Linked DNA regions of Gossypium hirsutum: region 1 is linked to region 2. Evidence: chromatin contacts called from public Hi-C data. All regions are on one chromosome and are shown on one strand. The core of a region is the stretch at or near the end of the contact, and the rest is flanking DNA. Distances in the headings are between cores, read along the strand shown. Region 1 holds the start of LOC107904111 (psbP-like protein 1, chloroplastic). Region 2 holds the start of LOC107904104 (60S ribosomal protein L35).

Region 1 (4,272 bases), core at 1,010-3,509, 190 kb before region 2:
CCAGAAATGATATTAGATGAAATGATATTAGATTTTAGGGTTTTAAAATGAAATGATAAAAAAAAAAGTAAAAGTAAAACAGTTATATAATAAATTTTAATTGGAAATAAGGTGGTACCACCCAACTCAGCCATTCAGACAAGAATGAGATTTGAATTTTTTTTCGTTTTTGGGATATATTCATTAATTGACTCCTTAATAAAGGTGATCATGGGCCGGGTAGCCCGGCCCGGCTAGACGGTCAGTCCGAAATATGAGAGGGTTCGGATAAAAATATAGGCTCGAAATATGTGTTTGGGCAAAAAAACGAGGCCTGTTTAAAAAATGGGTCGAGTCTCGGGCACCACTTTTTGGGCCCAGGCCCTGCTCTGCCCGGCCCGAATAAATAATAAATATATTTTTTTATTATTTTTAAAATATTTTTAAAATACTTTTTTATTTTTAAAATAAATTTTTGGTGTTTTACTTAAAAAATAGGCCGGGCTGGGCTCGAGCTTAAGAATTTTTTCCGGGCCAGACTTGGACAAAATTTCAAGCCCATATTTTGAGTCGAATCGGGATCGGGACTAGGACTCGGGCTGAATTTTTTTGGAGCCCGGCCCGGCCATGAGCACCTCTACTCCTCAACTATTGACAAGCATATAAATAAACCCTAATTAGTTTTATTCTTTTTCTAGGTTAGTGTAAAATTTGCAGAATAGGCCCTTCAACTTTTTGTCACGCTTAATTTATTCCTATAACGAAATCTAATTCCGTTTTAAATCATTACATGATTATAATAAGTATTAATATTTGCTTATAATAATTTTTAAAATATACATATATTTTATTTAATTTGCAACAATTTTTAATAAATAAAATATTTAAAATTTATAAAATAAAATTGTATTTTTACATATGGGGAATGAAGTTGGACAATTGATTGTCTAGGTTCATTTGCATATGGACAACCATTTGTCCAACTTCATTCTAGACATAATTTTTTTAAAATTTTTATATATTTTAAATTTTAATTACATATTATATTTTTATATTTTAAATATATAAAATCTAAAAAATTAAATATATATAAATTTGTAAAAATATTAAAAATAGTTTTTGACACTAGAATGAACCGAAACAATTGGTTGTCTAGATTCATTTCAAACATGTTTTTGAGTACTTGTATATATTTTTAATTTTCATAAAATATTATATTTTATATTATTATGAAATTAAAACATATATAACATCTTATGTTTATAAAATATATTATTTCACATAAAAATTTATAAAAATAAAAATATATTAGATTTTATAAAATATATTTGTCCAAATATATAAATATATATATGATTTATATAAAATAAAACTATAAAAAATGTATAAAATATAAAATTTTATAAAATATCAGATTTTATTTATTTTTAATTTAATAATATAAAAATATGGTCATAATATGAAATATTAAAATATATAAAATTACTCAAAAAAAACATGTCTAGATATTCATTCTAATGCCAAATAATATTTTTAATATTTTTGTAAATTCATAAATTTTAATTTTTTTAGATTTTATATATTTTAAATATCAAAGTAATAATAAAATATAAAAAATCTGATATGTCATAAAAAATAATATATATACATATAAATACTATAAAGGGATTCTAAAATGAATTAGACAACCAATTATCCAAATTCATTCTGTATGTGTAAAAAATTTTAAACACCAAAAATATGATATTACCACGTGTTACCATACTATTAATTGCCAGTTACACATTAATATATTTTAAGAATGTTAATTAAGTACTTAATCCCAACTCTCCCTAACGGGTATATACCCCTTTATGCTTTTGCACTGACACCGAAATCACACTTGGGAAACAAGTGCAATCTCATCACACCGTCAATGTCTCGTAACCATTGAAAGCTCCAGGGCCGATTCACTTTAAACCTCCCTCCCAGCTAATAAAATTATTACAAACCCAAAAAACAATTTAAATATTTTCCATAATATATTTTTAATAAAGTAATAATAGAATTTTTGACATTATGAATCATTATTTAACATAAATATAATTTTAATTATTTATTTTTAATGTATTCACATTTTAATTTAATATCTTTAATAATTATTTAAATTTTAATTTCACCATTATCTTTATTTTTATATTCAAACACATATCACATTATTAATTTTAATCTCAATTACTAAAATAATTAATCTCGTGATAGCTATTTTTAATATTAGGCGATGCAAGTTTACCGTGCAAGGAAGCCTAAGTCTGAAAACTTTTTGTACAGAAAATAGTTACAAGTTTAGCAAGTCGAAGAATTATAATAAGAGAGAAGGTGGGTCCAATCCAAATCCAACAAACCAAAATCTAGTAGGCTTCAAAAGCCTTATATACGTGTGACATGAAAAGCCACTTGCACTCTTTCTCAACGGATAACAATCCAAAGATGAACAAATCTCCACCACAAAACCATCAATGAAGATTTCTACTTTTTTTTTCTTCACTAGTTCATATGAACTGAAACACAGAATATTAAACAATGGCAGCTTTGCAGAATTCTATGCCATCCCTTCATCATACATTGTTCACTAATTCCTTTCCCCAGGTTTCTTTTCTCATCAACATTGTCAATCTATTTTGTTTTACAGCTTTGGGTCTTTTCTATTTTTTTTTCTTTATGATTGGATTTTGCTCCTTCCATTCGTTAAACAGAGAGGGTTGCAGAAGCTTTCTCATGGAGCATTTCTTTGCTGTAAAACAAGTGTTCCTCTTCATGTCCGGGGTGAGCATTTATCATCTCCACCTGCCGCTGCTTCTAGCTCTTCTCAGTTTCAAGGTGAATTTAATTTCTTCTTCTCCTTCTTCTTCTTCTTCTTTTAATTTTTTTTTCTTAATCCTGTAATTGTAAATTCTGGCATAGAGATTAGAGGTATTTGTGGAGATTTTATACAGCATTTCTTTATTATTATTTTTTCTATATATTAATGCTTATATTGTATTTCTTTTTTCTTTTCTTAATTTTCAGATAGTGGTGGGAGACGCCGAATGATTGCCGTTGGCATCATTGCTCCTTTGGTTTCAATTGTCGACCGAACTCCTATTGCGTGTATGTATATTCGATCCAATGTTATTATCCCATCTAAGGTTTTTGGATCTAATTAAAATCAAGTCCACTTGCTTCTTTGAATAAAATTTCCTGATATGCTAAGAGGACACATTCATATGGTTCAGTTGCTGCAGAAACTAAGAAGGGATTTCTTCCAGTCACTGACAAGAAAGATGGATACACATTTCTCTATCCATTTGGGTGGCAGGTAAACTTTGTGCATTTAATTACCTCTATTCTATGTTACTCGGATTCGAGAGTGAGTATTAGATACAGCTATGTCTCCGATTCAGAGTAACATAGTAATTTACGGATTCGATTTAATGAAAATTAGAATTGACAGTAACTAGTCTCTCTTGCAATTGTGTAGGAAGTAGTTATTGAAGGTCAAGACAAGGTGTTCAAAGATGTTATTGAGCCATTAGAAAGCGTTAGTGTGAACATGATACCAACTAGCAAACAAGATATTCGAGATTTCGGATCTCCGCAAGAGGTTTGCCATGGATAGCCTATATTATATATCATCATATTGAGGACATAAAAAAAAAAAAAAGAGAGAGTGAGATCTTAGTTCTCACGATAAATTCTCACAGGTTGCTGAAACACTAATCAAGAAAGTTTTGGCTCCTCCAACTCAGAAAACAAAGCTAATTCAGGCAGGAGAGGTTTGTTTCCTGCCTTTTTGTTTGATTCAAAGATGGATTTGTTACCCTTTCTTTTATTGTACTGCCTTTATTATTTTTGACTATATTGCTCTGATTCTTCATTCTTCTTTAAATATTCGTGTCCAACACTTGGTTCTGACGATGTATATCCAGACATGGATACAGGGCCTCGTACATGAAAACACATCCTATGATAGTGTTTATATTTTCCTGGAATGCAGCCCTACTTTTATCTGGACAAGTTTCTCAACTAGTTCATCTAATTACCCTCTTGTAGTGTTGTAGGGATTGTTAGGATATGTTGTTTGGACCTGCATGTTTAGGTGTCGATCATATTAAGATGGTAGGTTTAACAATAAGCATATTTATGATGTGCTCATGTTATTTTCACATTTTACAATCATGTTTGATGCATCAATATAAACTTTGACAAAACATAAGATTTGAATGGATTGATGTGTTCATGTTTGGTCATCTTTTAGTTATTTTCATGTAATGA
Region 2 (3,658 bases), core at 629-3,128:
CCTCCCACTCAACAATGGCATTAACCAAAACACTGGGAACACCGGCATTCTAAACAACAATAACTTCCCATTGCTCACTGGTCTCGGTGGAAACACTCAAGCTTTAAACAATGGCAAGAACTTAAACAATGGGGCTTCCAACTTCCCCGTCCTAACTGGGGGCCAACTTCCTTCAGGGTCGGCACTGCAAAAGCTCATGTTCGGAACCATGACGGTCATCGACGACGAACTGACTGTCGGACATGAGCTAGGTTCTGGGTTCCTAGGCAAGGCACAAGGGTTCTATGTGGCTAGCTCAATCGATGGGAACAGTCAAACCATGGCATTTACGGCCATGTTCGAGAGTGGACACTACGCTGACACCCTTAGCTTCTTTGGGGTTCATCGGATCGGTGTATCGGAGTCTCATTTGGCCATCATGGGTGGTACTGGGAAATATGTTAATGCAAAAGGTTTCGCCATTGTTAAGACTATACCAGCAAGCAATCAACAGCAGGAGACTGATGGCTTTGAGACAGTGCTAGAGTTTACTGTTTATATTACCTATTAGATCTGATTTGAGAGTCAAAATTCAAAGATTTCTGAATTTTTTTTTATAAAAATAGTGAAATTTTATGTGATTTATTTGGAAAATTATACTGTGTTATGAATCTGACAAAAAAATGAAAAATTTAGAATTTGTTGCCAAAATTTTGAGTTGATTTATCCGGTTAAATGAATATGTAAGATCCGAATTAACCAATAAAAAATCGGATTGAGTTATTAAAAATTTCATACAAAAATTTATAATGATAAATTTAATTGGCTAAATCACAAATTTAGTCACTAATGTTTACATGCTTTGTCAAAATGATCTCAATTGTATTTTTGAGCTTTTTTTTTGCCATCAACTTTTCTATTATTCAAAATTTTTTTAATAGATTTGATGAAAGTGCCGTTAAAAAAATTTAACGGGATGATGTAAAATTTCATGTGGAATATTTTTAATGAGATGTAATCTATATCAAAAATATTGAATGTGTGCATTCATTTTGAAACATTTTTTTAGATAATTACGTTTATTTTCTTCAAACTAAAAAAAGTTGTTTTTTTAACTTCATGAATTATTTATTTATTTTATTGTTTTCCACGTGTAATTATTTTATTGGGTTACCTAAGTAATAGATTACATCTCATTAAAAATATTTCACATATGAAATTCCACATCATCTTGTTAATTTTTTTAATGGTACTTTTATCAAATCTGTTGAAAAAAAACAATTTGAAAAAAAATAAAGGTTGGTGACCAAAAAAGGCTCAAAAATACAATTAATGCCATTTTGACAAAATATATAAACGTTAGTAGCATTTATCATTAAGCCAATTTAATTCTCAACTTGTCCTTAAATATTGTAAATAGAGTTAAAAGCTTTTTTTTAAGGATGGGTCAAGGGATCTTATTTCAGGGGTTGCATCAAGAATTGTTGTGGCTAGAGAAGAACTTGGTACGTGGCGTGGAGGAGTTGGGAGAAATATTGGTAGATGTAATGTTGTGCAGACTAAACTTTGGACTATCTATAATGGACTCCTTATGACGTGAGATGCTAATTGGGTTAATATTCTGGTCGAAACAATTTGTTCTCAAACTATAGAAGCCATTTTAAATAGGCCTTGTAGACAATTGTACAGTGACCTACTTATTTGTAGAAGATTCCAAGAGAAGTTAATAGAGGTGCATATATGATAACTGGGATTATGAAAGCATTCTCTTATGATCTGATAGTCTTATAGGAACCCCAGAAATAATCATGAAACATCAACGGCTAGATGTTATACTAGAATAATATTGTAATTATTGCCGGGTTGTTTAAAGATTTTAATCCAACTCTTTTTTAAATATTTATAAAAATATAAAAATCGATTTGTGGAGAAGCAATACTCATTCCTCCATTAGACTTTATCCAAACAAGCCCAAGTTTAGAAGCCCATAGTATATTAAAGCCCAATAAACTACAATAAAATAAACCAAATTTAACCCAATTCTTTAAAACCCTAGTCTCCTTTTAATATTAGGGTTTCGTCATACTTTAAGAAAGACAGAGCGAAGCCGGCATTGCACTCACTTCTGAAGAGCAGCGGAAGAAGCAATGGGTAACTCTTCAAATGCCTTTAAAATGTTTATATTTTTCTTGCATTTCCTAAAATCAAACATGGATTTTTCATGTGTTTTAATCTTTGTTTCATGTTTTTGTTTGTAAATCGCTTAAAAAAACAGCGAGAATCAAGGTCCATGAGTTGAGACAGAAATCAAAAACTGAGCTTTTGGCTCAGTTGAAAGATCTCAAAGCTGAGCTCGCTCTTCTTCGTGTTGCCAAAGTTACCGGTGGTGCACCTAACAAGCTTTCGAAGATGTAATTTTCTCTCTCTGTATTGTTCTTTTTTAATCTGTTTTATGTGTTAGCTATGGATCCTAAGTTTAGGGTTAATTGGGTATATGAAAATGGAACTTGATTTCCTATTTTATTCGGAGAAATGGGTATTCATTTGTTTTTAACAAAGGATTTTCTTGTTCGATTGGTACTTTCTTATATTGTTTTTGCTATGTAGTGAAAGTGAATTGCTGGTATCTCTGGAACAAAGTTTTCCTTCTTTATAGTTGTTAAAATGTGTTGTGATCAATAAAATGTTAAAACATTTAAGAAATTGAATTTCATTAAGAAGCTTAATAATTTCGCTTTTATGTATGGAACAATATGTTTGAATTTATATTTATTTTAGCCATATGCCATTTTTTCTCCCTCCAATTATATCATTTGGTGACTATATGAGAAGTGAAAAGCAAAGTAGCGATATCAATTCTGATATCATTTGATTGGCAAGTTAAGCTTTTAAAGAGCTAGTTAGGACTAATGTATATGTTGGTTTTGAAACTGTACACTTTGGAGTGCTTTGTATATGAGTTTCATTTATGACTTGTTCAATATTTTATTAGACCTTGTTGATTTTGTTCCGGTTCCGGATTCATTGGTTTTGGCATGTTGTTTTGAGTCTTCTGTTTGTATGAATGCAGAAAGGTGGTGAGGTTATCAATTGCTCAGGTGTTGACGGTGATCTCACAGAAGCAGAAGGCTGCACTGAGGGAGGCATATAAGAAGAAGAAGTTCTTGCCCCTTGATCTCCGTCCAAAGAAGACCAGAGCCATCAGGAGAAGGCTTACCAAGCATCAGGTACAGACATTCTTTTGATTATGCGAATATGCTTTTATTATAGCTTTTGTTGAATAAGTATATTTTACTAAAATCCTAGTGTGAGTCTCGGGTTAAGTTCACATACCCATGTCTGAAGATGTGCTTGATATAGGTGTCAGACATGAGTACATTAAGAAAATGAATAGTCGGAAATCAGAATAACATAAAATCATGTCATTTCAGCTGCCATGCCGCTTCCATCCATCTTGAATGCATAGAACTATCAATGAAACATGTATTCGGGTTTAGTTTGCTTGCTGTTTGTATAGCTTGTTCGGTTGCATCTGAATATCGATTTGTTTGCTTGCCCTAGGCATCGCTGAAGACAGAACGTGAAAAGAAGAAGGAAATGTACTTCCCAATGAGGAAGTATGCCATTAAGGTGTAGGATAAGATATTTGAGATTCTATTTTCAAATCCGTTTGTGTTTA

What was found. A called contact is a pair of places that touch in the nucleus more often than the background predicts.
Region 1: a contact with region 2 is called in a Hi-C map of leaf, with 1.6 times the contacts expected there. The contact joins the promoter of LOC107904111 here to the promoter of LOC107904104 in region 2. A contact is called at or near these places in 2 of 34 Hi-C or Micro-C datasets (hypocotyl and leaf).

What each region holds. Positions count from the first base shown.
Region 1 is chrD05:33,142,150-33,146,421 of Gossypium_hirsutum_v2.1, reverse strand. LOC107904111 (psbP-like protein 1, chloroplastic) reads left to right here and starts at 2,259. Exons shown (of 8, transcript XM_016830378.2): 1 at 2,259-2,607; 2 at 2,715-2,838; 3 at 3,028-3,108; 4 at 3,234-3,316; 5 at 3,479-3,601; 6 at 3,702-3,773. The coding sequence starts at 2,542.
Region 2 is chrD05:32,955,151-32,958,808 of Gossypium_hirsutum_v2.1, reverse strand. LOC107904104 (60S ribosomal protein L35) reads left to right here and starts at 1,878. Exons shown (of 4, transcript XM_016830371.2): 1 at 1,878-2,130; 2 at 2,255-2,390; 3 at 3,050-3,206; 4 at 3,541-3,658. The coding sequence starts at 2,127. The coding sequence ends at 3,615. It overlaps LOC107903001 (dirigent protein 25), which reads left to right. Exons shown (of 1, transcript XM_016829079.2): 1 at 1-659. The coding sequence ends at 550.